Linked DNA regions of Sus scrofa: region 2 is linked to region 1. The links are chromatin contacts, called in public HiChIP or PLAC-seq maps. All regions are on one chromosome and are shown on one strand. Each heading gives the region's core, a stretch centred on a gene start, on an enhancer-like site or on the middle of the called end of the contact. The rest is flanking DNA. Distances are from core to core; before and after follow the strand shown. Region 1 holds the start of DAPP1 (dual adapter for phosphotyrosine and 3-phosphotyrosine and 3-phosphoinositide). Region 2 holds the start of LOC102162205.

Evidence for each region. HiChIP or PLAC-seq counts read pairs in DNA pulled down with a chosen protein or histone mark.
Region 2: a contact with region 1 is called in an H3K27ac HiChIP or PLAC-seq map of skeletal muscle, with 2.9 times the contacts expected there. The contact joins the promoter of LOC102162205 here to the promoter of DAPP1 in region 1. A contact is called at or near these places in 2 of 47 Hi-C or Micro-C datasets (both in skeletal muscle) and 1 of 2 datasets of contacts at active chromatin or transcription factors (skeletal muscle).

The regions. Positions count from the first base shown.
Region 1 is chr8:120,697,852-120,703,810 of Sscrofa11.1, reverse strand. DAPP1 (dual adapter for phosphotyrosine and 3-phosphotyrosine and 3-phosphoinositide) reads left to right here and starts at 2,358. Exons shown (of 9, transcript XM_013979010.2): 1 at 2,358-2,702. The coding sequence starts at 2,602.
Region 2 is chr8:120,785,473-120,791,431 of Sscrofa11.1, reverse strand. LOC102162205 reads right to left here and starts at 3,252. Exons shown (of 3, transcript XM_021101729.1): 1 at 2,188-3,252.

The sequences.
Region 1 (5,959 bases), core at 1,109-3,608:
TGATCAGGTGGTTGGGTTTTGGGGATAGGGAGAAGAAAATTTGGTTTATTTTCATTTTTGCTATGATGATCAGCAAAAAGGCTACCCCACTGCTAATATGAGGTTTACTTCTTTGAATACTAGTGGGATGTTGTGTTTGCATTTCTCATTTATGAGTCTTTTTTTCAAGTCCTGTACCCATGTAGATGGTCACCCCTTTGAACTTAGTTACTGAAAACCACATGAAGAAGCATGAGTTTTTATAGGGCTGCGTGCCTGGCAACTGTCACATTGAAAAGCTCTCTACTGACCAATCCTGCCTCGCTGAGGCACACACACTAAAGCATCCTTTGTTTTCCAGGGACTGTCAGACCCTTACACACAACCATCACAGTCACCTCTGAGGCTTTTCTTCCCACATTTATCAACGTGTTTCACCCTCCAGGTTGGACACAGTCTAGTCTAGTTCATTGCCGTCCACTAGAGTGGTGGATGAAAAGTGACAAAAGTCAAGCTATGGTCTCCCTCGGAGCTGGGGGGCAGGGCTGTGACCCGTGTTCCCGTGTTGGTACTGGTGCCATTTCTTTCTGTTCATGTTACCTTGTGTCCTTAATATTTTTTCCCCCTAAACAATCTCATGGATGTCTCACAGTAAGGAAGAGAGCTAGCCATGCCCTGTTTCTTTTCAGATGACTCTTCTCAAGTCAGGTCTCTGACTCTGTGCCCAAAGGATTGGTGTGAAGACTCTCAAGGCAGATCCTTACCTTCCTGGGAAGTGTGGCAGATCCGCTAGTGATCCGCAAAACTCCCCTGCTCTCTCTTCCTGGCACACTGCCGCCTGACACTTCCAGGTTCTGTTAGGTTGGGTAGAAGGCGATGATAAGTTGTCTTTAGCGGAATGCGAGCGCTCTGAAGATTTATATTTATTCAATGAAAGTGGGAGTAAATGATAAAATACAATTGCAGGAAGAATCATTTTTGGGTATAAAATTGGGAAGTTTTTGTTTTTTAGGGCTGCACCTGTGACATATGGACATTCCCAGGCTGACCCGCTCTCTGCTGTGTCCACGTTCAGCCCCTCCCTGGCCAGGATTGGCCTCTGTTGCAAGTGGACACTGTGCTTCTCTCCAAACCAACAGTAGCCAAAAGAATTTTAAATATTGATGTACAGTCAGTTCCATGTGTGTTATCAGAGCTTCGTCTCCCCGAGGCTATCTCCAGACCCTCAGGAATTTCTCCCTGGCAATCAGAGTAAGCCAGGGTCTCCCAAATCACTGACAATGGAGGTCATAGGGAAAGACTGTAAGAACAGCTAGAAGAACTCCAGGGGCAGACCGACCTCTCCTCTTGGAACAGCTCTGCTCTGCTGTCTTAGTGTCCTAGAAGGCAACCTCCTCAAATGTCACCCCCACGGGAGTCAACCTGAGGCTCTTACTCAAAGGCAGGTGCTGGTTCAGAAGCACTGGGATGAACCACAATTTGGATGCTGCCGGTCCTCAGACAGCACTGCGAGAAGCAAGACAGGGCCCAGTGGTAAACCCTGAGTGAGTGAGGGGCAGAGAGAGAGAGGAAGGTTCTCTCCTGCAGGTACACAGAGAAGGCAGGAAGCATCATATGACCTTTGTTCGTTTATTGCTGTGCTTTGTCTGATTCCCCGGGATTCAGAGTGATGGCAATTTCCCTTTGGAAACTCTCTACAGCTGGCATTGTCTACACAGGCATCTGGACACAAAACAACGCCAGTTGTGAGAAAGCCCAGGACAGGAAGCAGAATTCGGAGACTAACCTGCCTTGTTAGCTGGGCTTTCCCTACCTTCTTCTTAATTAATCCTTCCTCCAGGAGGAATTGCTGACTGTCTCTGAATCATGCTCAACCTGATATAGTGGAAAGCTTGGATGATGGAAGCAGGTCTCAGAATTGAATTCTGCCTTCACAGGGTAATAGATACAACAGCTAGATTTTTCAGTAAGCTCTCCTTATTGGGAATCGGTACTCTAGCACATCTCTTGCCTTCTAGACTGATTCCCAAACAGCAGAAGTGAAATGTCGCTGAGCATCTGAAACAAGTGTCACAAAGTCCAGGCACTAGAAAGAGCTAAAAACCAGACTTCAGAATGGAAGCTTAGCCGTTCCAGTGGTTTGCTTCCCTAACAGCAAGGTTCCTGATCCCGTGTTCCCCGTGGTGGCGTGTGAGACGCAAGGTGGGGGTGATGGATTTCATCCTCCGCAAACCAGAGGCAGAGAACCCTGAGGTGAACCTGTGGTTTCTTTTTTTTTTTCCCCCACGAGGCGAGTCTGGCTTCACGGTCACTCCCAGGTGGAGCAGTTTCACCTTGACTTCCTCTGCCAGAAACTGCCTGGTGCGTGAGGCTGTGTGGGTGTCCTCAGAGGGACGTACCCAGGTCTGCCTGCTTCCTGACTGATACGACTCTCCTGGCTGTGCCTCGGGGCCAGGGTGCTGAGCGACAGTGGGAGGAGTAACCAAGTTTCACTTCCTTGCTGGCTGGAGGCTCAGAGCCGCGGCTTCTCCCTCCCGGCAGAGGGGAGCGTGCCTGGAGCCGCCGAGCCCTCTCCCTCTTAACCCAGCACCTGGAGGGGCTTAGCGGACGCGAGGGGTGCGAATGGGCAGGGCCGAATCTCCAGAAGGGGAGATGAGCACCCAGGACCCTTTGGATCTGTGGAGCAGGTTGGATGGAGAAGCTGAGCCGCTCCAGGACTTGGGGTAAGAGGGCAGGACCCCTTCTCAAAAGTGCTTCTTGGGGGAACCTCAACGCCCCCCCCCCCGCTCCCACCCGAGTGCTCGCTTGGGTGATGATGACGGTCAGCACCCCTTTGCTCCCTGACACCCCAATCTTCTGTCCTTTGCACCTGACTCATCCAGGTCTGTTGGGGGCCAGTGCCATTCCGGAAGCATCTGTTATCTTTCCAGATGTGAAAACAAGGAGGTGGATAGAATGGGACCAAAATCAAAGGGGGGACATGCGTTGCCATGGGGACAGAATCCGGCTGTAGGTGGTGTACCTGGCTTTCCCAGCTGTTAATCTGGTGTGGGAATAAATGTGCTGTGGTTCTGGGCTCCAAACTACAGAGCATAAAGACTGTCATACTTGCGGGTAAGATAGAAAGCCTAGAGCCTGCTGCAAGGGACAGGGACTTTTTCAAAAGAGAAAGAATGAGGAAGTGTCTGTGGAAGCGGCCCATGTGTATTTCTTTGTCCTGATGCTGCGTTTGTGAGCTCTAGTGTGTGTGCAAGTCTGTAAGGGCAATTTTGAGCCTTTTAAATATTAACAAGTCAGGAAGGCAATAAACATTATGCCCCAAGCAGATTTTATGTCCTGGTAGGTGGAGTCATCCTAGCCTTGTCTTTAAGAAGGGACCAGATGAGACAACTTATCCAAGTAGGTCACACAAGAAGCAAGAATTACACAAGAGTGGAGTAGGGGATTTCCTAGAGAAACTGACCTTTTTGCCCTGAAACACTGGGAGCAGCCTGGAGAGGCTGGTTTTGACACCTGTGATTCCGGAGAGGCAAGACCTGCACCTGCTGTCTTATTAAACAGTGCTCATCTTCACAGCCACCCAAAGACATAGGCGCTACTCGCATTTCCATCTCTCAAAGGAAGAAAACGAGCACCAGAGGGATTGACTATCTGGCGTACAGCCGTATGTCAATTACACTGTCAAGTTGGGATTGCAACCTGCCCAGGTCTATGTCCTTAACCAGAGAAAAACTGCAATAGTGATGGGATCTCTTTGCAGAGGAGTTACCGCTGTGGCGCAGTGCGTTAAGAATCAGACTGCAGTGGCTGGGGTTGCTGTGAAGGTTTAAGTTTGATCCCCAGCCGCTGGCACAGTGTGTTAAAGGATGTGGCATTGCCACAGCTGAGGCATAGGTTGCTGGGATTCGATCCCTAGCCTAGGAACGTCAGTATGCCACAGGTGCAGCCATTTAAAAAAAAAAAAAATTACCAGAGGTTACGTCTTTCTGGGTTGTATTATTGTAAGAGTTCTAAGTCCCATCTTTAGATTTTAAACTTGAGGTCTCAGAATTGAATTCTGCCTTCACAGGGTAATAGATACAACAGCTAGATTTTTCAGTAAGCTCTCCTTATTGGGAATCGGTACTCTAGCACATCTCTTGCCTTCTAGACTGATTCCCAAACAGCAGAAGTGAAATGTCGCTGAGCATCTGAAACAAGTGTCACAAAGTCCAGGCACTAAAGCTGGGCCCTTGGGGCTCTCACATAGAGCCATATTAAGTTACTGAATATCATTCTCTGTGTTTGGTTAGAGGCCCCAAAAGAGAAGAGAGACAAAGGAAATACTCGGCTCTGGTCCTTTAACTCAATAATCCTTAGCCTAGGCTTTGTGTTTGAGGACCCTTGGCACTCACTTGGATGACAAAAATGAGCTAAATGCTGTTGCTTCTCCCCACTAAAGTACCCTTAGCAGGAATGGCCCCAGGTAAAATCCACAAGGAAGCAGAACTGTGGTGTTCCTGTTGTGGTCTCGTGGATTCAGAACCCAGCTAGTCTCCATGGAGAGTGGGCTTCAATCCCTGGCCTTGCTCAGTGTTTAAAGGAACTGGTGTTGCCACAATCTGTGGTGTGGTTTGGAGCTGCACCTCTGATTTGACCCTTGGCCTGGGAACTACCAAATGCTGAAGGAGTGGCCCTAAGGAAAAAAAAAAAAAAAAAAGTGTCTTCCCTCCATGTGCAAAGATAAACATTCAGTACAACCCAGAAACAGCCCCCAGAAGGTGCTTTTATGCCCAGACATCTCGATTTCAGAAGGCCTAGAAATGTCTTAAACATTTGAGGACAGTTCTGTAACAACAGCAGTTTCCCTACAGTTGTCTAGGGAAATTGCTGTACACTTGTGGTTCTTGCCCTTGGCCATGCACTAAAATTACCCAAGGAGTTAAAATTCCTGCCCAGGCCACACACCAGGAAAATGACATCAGTATCTTGGGGGTGAGAATTTTCTTCTTAAACTTCACAAGTGATTCCAGATCAAGAGCAAGACTCACTGTGTAGAATATAAATCCATGAGAAGCCCTGAGTAATTGTGGCCTTATTTTTCATTTGTTGAGTATGTAGCTCATTCTTAAAGCCATTAATAAATGTTGACATTTGTTTGGGAGCATTTACTTCAACAATTTTATTGAGGTATATTTTATAGATCATAGAGCCCACTTGTTTGCAGAGTACAATTCAGTAATTTGTAATGACTTTAAAGAACAGTACAACCGTCACCATAAATCACCTTTAGGACATTTTTATCCCCCAGATAAGAACCCTCAGGAGCCGGTAGTTTTGTTGTTTTGTTTTTTAAATACACTCAGTGGTGAGCTAATAAACCATCTTGGTGAGAGGTGGCCCTGATTTCAAGAGTCTGCCTATTTCCCTGGTGTAAATACGCCTACCAGGCAATTTCAAGCTGCTGGTCTAAACAATAAGCTTGCAAAATTCCTGAGAATTTATAATGGACTTGAGCCAGTACTTGTCCCTCCAGGACAATCCTGCTCTTCTTCTTATAGGTCATACTGTCTGAGAAGACTTGAAAATGACCAGTTGCCTCTAGCAACATTCTGAAGAAGATGAAACTTTTCCTTTGAACCTTTAAGCTACTGGTTAGGTATAATCTACCTCAAAACTTCTGATTAATTCAGTTTTTTAAAAGCTCCGTAAAAACAAAATGATGTAACACAATTGATAGATAAAAAGGTTTAGTACCCTTCATGTTTTTAAATGTGAATATGATTGCACTATGGAAATGTATATTTTTAAATGGTTAAGGTGGTAAATTTAGTGTTACGTATTTTTATAAATATTTTATTTATTTCTTTTAGGGCCACACCCTTATCATATGGAGGTTCCCAGGCTAGGGGCCAAACTAGAGCTGTAGCTGCTGGCCTACACCACAGCCACAGCAACACCACAGTTCATGGCAATGCTGGATCCTTAATCCACTGATTGA
Region 2 (5,959 bases), core at 2,003-4,502, 87 kb before region 1:
AAATAGGAAGACTCCCTTCTAGAATCCTTCCTGTGTTGACTCGAAGTATAAAAGAGCAATTTCCAAAGACTTCAAACTTAACACTTTAAAATAAACTTTTAATTATAGTCACTAAAAGGGAGCACGTGAGTCAAAACTGACACTATCTCAAATCCCTACAATCTTAAAAAAGTTCCCTAAACTTCTAAAATGGGGGCAAGACAATAAACCTCCAATTAAATATAGCCTGAGCTGCAGCTTCACGATTCAGTTACACTGGCGGAATTCCAGACCTGCAGGGCACCAAGTCAAAAGGCAGGAAAGAACAACGAAGGCACTTACCCTTCATGAGTACAGTGCAGCTTGGAGGGAGGTTCAGGGAGGAAATGTGACCCACTGGCATGCCCCATAGAAACGAAGCCAAAATCCCAGTTCACTGGCTCTGAAATCCTTCCACTTCAGACAATTCAGGGGTGGTGCAAGTGAATCTGCCAGGCCACCCAAGATGGGAGTTCTCTGCTGGCCATCCTCGGAGCAGATCCCTTGGGTGCTCTCAGTGGGGAACCAGGACCCTAGGTGTGGTGAGATGTGGCCCTCATCACCTGCCAGGCCCAGTTCCACCACTATACATAGTCTATGTGTCACTTATGCCGATTGAATAAAGCACTATTTTAAACATTCACATTTGTGGGGAACAAAAATAACACCATCAACCATCCCCTTCCAACATGAGTGCCACCCCCACACAGAAAAATGTTCCTTCCTCTGGATGGGTGTGGGGGGAGGTATGGAGTGGGAGCCCCCGGCAACTGAAGCATCCACCTTCTCATCCTTGGGATGTGGACGGCACTGCCCTGCCACTCTCCCGGGACAGCTCCCTTCTGCCCCCGGCACTGCCATTACATACACGTCAAAGGGAAGGCTGGAAAGATCAAGTATCACAATGTGGATATAAAGCCAGAGCACGTAGATGAGGAGAGTGAAAGAGAAAAGGAAACAGAAAGAAACAGAGAGGGGCAGAGAAGAAGGGAACAAAAAGGAGAGAGGGAATTGGCCAAATTTGCCATCAACTTTTTTTTTTGATTAAATGGCACAAAATCCTAGATTATTGTTATTACTATTTTTGCTTTTTAGGGCTACACCCAAGGCACATGTAAGTTCCCAGGCTAGGGGTCAAATCGGAGCTGCATCTGCGACCTACACCATAGCTCACAGCAACCCTGGATTCTTAACCCACCGAGCAAGGCCAGGGATCAAACACATGTCCTCATGGACATTAGTTGGATTAGTTTCCACTTCACCACAACAGGAACCGCCCCAGACTCTTAATGATAATAAAAATTTGAAATCATCGTAATTACAACTAAGAGTTACATAGTCTTTACTATGTGTGAGGCACTATCTCAAGCACTAAATGTCTATATTCGTTTTTTTAATTCTCATGACAACTTAGGGAGTTAGGTATAATTATTATAGTGGTTATAGATGGGAAAACTGAAGCACAGAGATGTTAAGAGATTATGGAGCAGAATCCAAAGCCAGGTAGTCTGGCTCCAGAGCTTGACCCGTAACCATGATGCTACAGAGCCTTGCTGACCTCCCCACTCAAATACTCGCTATAGCACCTGGATGCTCAATTATAGGGGAGCAACACATCCTGGGTGATTTTATCGGCATGACCACAAAATAAACCATAGAAGCATCTCTTGGTTTTGTTTTGTTTGTATCCTCAGACTGTGTACACATTATGTATTCAGGGATTAAGGAATATGAGCCTATAAATAAAATGAAATAAAATATAATGGGCTCCTGCAGGCAAGCAGAGTATTTTCAATGCTCCATTTCAATTTCGCTTGGAAGCCTTGGACAAGAAATCCTGAACACTGCCTCAAGCACTGTGAGCCATCCACACTCCACAGCTGAAGGAAAGGCAGCGTTTTTGACCGCAAGGCAATTTTAGTCTAAGAAAGAATTTTTCCAGCACTTTCCATATGGCCCTGTTTGTCCTGACAACAGACTTCAGCAGTTTCTCCCTGTAGTTGGCAAAACACAAAATTGGAAGGTCAAATGCCTGGGATGTAGGTTAAGGCATAATTGTTTAATGCCCTGAGTTCTGGAAATTTACTTCCAGAACCTTCCGCCAGAGAGCACAACCTCCGCCAAAACTCCCCGACAAAGAGAGAGGGTTATCCTAAAAGAGGTACTTACCTCCAAAATATCTGAGGGGCTCCTTTTCTCTTTTCTATCTAAGTGAATGGCAGTATAGAAAAAAATTGTAGAAAAATCTTTTTCAGATAAAGTCCATTTCCAAAAGGCAGGGTTTGCTTCAAGCCACAAATTCTTCAATCAAAAAAAGCACAGAGTTTGGAGTAGGTCAGATTCTTTTAAACTCTTTTTTTTTAAAAAAGAAACTCATAAAAGAAAAAATAATGACCAATTAATTGCAGGGTAAAGTAAAATAATGAGGAACACTAAACTTCTGCCCTCGGGCAGTTTCAGAGTTCTGGGTCAGTATATGTTACTATTAAAATCATTTTTTTCATCATTCATTAGCCAGAGAGCCTTTTATTCCCTAACATGACTGCAGTCACTTTTTTTTTAATCGATGAACTCAGTGATTGCCTACCTGATCTCAGCTCTTGAGCAATTAATAGTGACTAATGTCACCAGCGTTGACCCATGTTAAGCAAGCACCCTTGTTACACCAGGCAAGGTACCCTGGTAGATAACTTTATATGGGAATTCAAAGAGCAACAAAGGAAATGACTCAGTGTCATTATTTTTATCTCTGCAGAGAAAGTTTCTTAGCATTCCCCAAAAGTCTTAGGAGATGTATCATAGCAGATAACATTCAACATGATTAAAGAAATTCAGAATGAAAGCCAGCCTATCCACCATCTGGTAAAGGGTGTGGCATCTTTCAGGTCTCTGACAGTGGCATGGTATGATGGACAGATGTCTCATTCAAAAGCAAGAACAGTTTGTCAGATGTAGACTATGAGGCCAGAAATGGGGAGATAGGTTTAAACTCTGACTCAGTGTAGGAGGTGGAGTTCCCGTCGTGGCTCAGTGGTTAACGAATCCGACTAGGAAGCATGAGTTTGCGGTTCAATCCCTGACCTTGCTCAGTGGGTTAAGGATCCGGCGTTGCCGTGAGCTGTGGTGTGGGCTGCAGATGCAGCTTGGATCCCGCATTGCTGTGGCTCTGGCATAGGCCGGTGGCTACAGCTCCTATTAGACCCCTAGCCTGGGAACCTCCTTATGCCACAGGCGTGGCCCTAGAAAAGACAAAAAAAAAAAAAAAAAAAAAGAATCACATCTGAAGGAAAGGCACCATTTTGGTTTGTTTGTGTTTGTTTGTTTGTTTTTTGCTGGTGGTGCCCAGCGGTATCTGTTTATTTAGTTACTGAGGTAAATGGTTTGCATACTTTAGCTATTTAAATCCTCTTAAAAACACCATGAGGGAGTAATTATCATTCCCCTTTTATGGATAAAGAATTGAGATTGAGAGAAGATGGGTAACCTGGATTATTTTCACGACTCCTAAATGCTGGAGCCCTGACTCCCTGGCTCTGAGTGACTCAAGCCCACGCTCGGTTGATGCCTGAGCTTTCCGTCCATGAGACGGAGGTCACAGGCTCGTTCCCAGTGCTGGCCCGTTGGCTGTTCTGCAGTCTCCACCAGCTGCCTGCACACGGGAGCAGCTGGTCACCATGGCGTCCAAGGAAACGGAGTGGCAGGATTAGTGTAAAACTATCCCTGTGACCAGAAAACAGCATGTACCGTGAGGATGAATAAGTCGCCCTATCTTCTTGTGCAGAGAAGAGCACGTTGTCGTAGAAGCGTGCCATGCACATCGTAGAGGCAACCTCTTAGCTATGCCCTTAAAACTTGGAAGGACAGGAAGGAACAGTTCACGACCAGAAATAAAGCTCAAGCGTCCAAGACACTCAAGCCCGCACCCAGAGGGCAGCGGTTGTGCAAAAAATCCTTAATTTTTCCCCTCAAGGCAGATGTGTGTCAAGGGCTTGCTCCTCTCCGGTACCCCCTTCCCCAAGCGCTCGCCTCTCTCAGTGGTCTCCTGGACATTTTCCTCTCCCTTTCCCCAGACCCTGCCCCTTCTTCTTCTTAGCCCCTGACCATAGTTTCCATCTCATTCTCTCTCGAGGGAATAGCAGAGTTTTTGGTGTTTCAGAGCTTGCTGGATAAAGAAAAAGTGTCCCTGCCACACCGGCTGCAAAGTGAAGCATGCACAGGACAAATAAATTTTCCTCTGTAGAATTGTGCCCACTTTGAAGAGCCTACCTCTAAATGTTTGTCCACCTCACTGGGGAGAGCTGTCTGTTAGCCTAGCCTGTAGGAGGCCGGAGCCTGAGAGGGCAGTTGCTAAGGTTGCCTCCTTGGTCTGGGAAAGCAGGTCAGGGAAGATGCCTCCTTAGGGTTTCACCAGTTACTGCAAGTTTTTTTCTGGGTGGTGTTGAAACAGAGTTTAAATCAGTGGTCTCCTCAGCTGCCTGTTTATGCACTAACATGAATGACTTATTTCTGAGACTTGACAAAGGAATTTTATGTTTGCCTTTTAATTCTTTTTTTAAAAAATATACTTTCAATTTTTTAATTTATTATTTGTTTATTTATTTATTTATTTTTGGCCACACCTATGGCCTGCAGAAGTTCCTGGGCCAGAGATTGAACCACAAGCAGTTACAATGCCAAGTCCTTAGCCTCTAGGCCACCGGGGAGCTCCCTGCCTTTTAAGTCTTGATATTGAATCTGGGGTTGGGGGGGGCTAAATCCATGTTTCTGGGTTTTTTGGTGTTATTTTGAGGAATATTTCTTCTCCCTACATTTCTCATTTCAAACTGCAGCAATTTCAAATAGGAGTCTTTAGAGATATACTCAGTATTTTGTTTTTCAGCTTTCCATTTTCTATGAATATTTGGAATCATTATGAAAACTGTTTCAAATCCCATCTCGTTCCTGGCTTCACATCTCACATTCAAATCTGCTCAAAACTGAGATGCAAATTAAGCAGCTTTTTGGGAAAATATCTGACAGTTTCTATCTGTCATACATAATAAGGCCATTAGGGTTTAATAATATATGTACAGGAATGTTTATTGCAGTGTGTTATGACAGCAAACAAATATTGGAAACCACCTAAATATCAACCAGTGCAGGATGGTTGATTGATCCCAGTGTATACATGCTATGGCTCATTGTGTGGACATTCATTCCCCAGATGTTAAAGGAGCAGAAACATATGTTCCAATCTTGAAAGAATTTCCATGAAAAGAATCTTACAGAACGAAATGTATTAATGTGATTCTATATCAAAAACAAAAATAATAAAACTCAGTAACTGGAGTTCCCTTGTGGAACAATAGGTTAAGGAGCCAGCACTGTCACTGCAGTGGCCTGGGTTGCTGCTGTGGCTTGGATTTGATCCCCGGCTGGGGAATTTCCACATGCCATGGGTGGTGGCCAAAAAAACCCCCCAAACCTCAGTAAATGAACATGTAGTTGCAGCAACAGAAACTATAGAAATATAACACCAAGCTAACATTGTTTTTGTATATGTAGGAAGATTGAACAATTATTAAACTTTCCTGTATGCATCTCAGTGTTGTTTGAACTGTTACAACAAACATGTTTTTCCTTTATAATAAAAAAATATTATTTTTGAAAAATTTCATTTCCTCCATAAACTTTCTTTAAGTTAAGCCCATTCGGCTTAGAATGGAAGCAAAGACAATTTATACTGCTCTATATTGTGGTAGACCAAAGCAGCTTTTTAGTGTTACCTCCTTAATCTTACTAATGTAAGACAAGAAGTTCAGAGAACATAAGCGTCTTGTCCAAGGTCGCATGGAAATGAGTAGAGGAGAAGGCCTGGAATCCATTTCTCCAGGCTCCGGACTTGGTGCTTGTTCCTGTGTTGTTCAGACTTTGTCATCAGGGGGACCAAAGGGGATGGGAG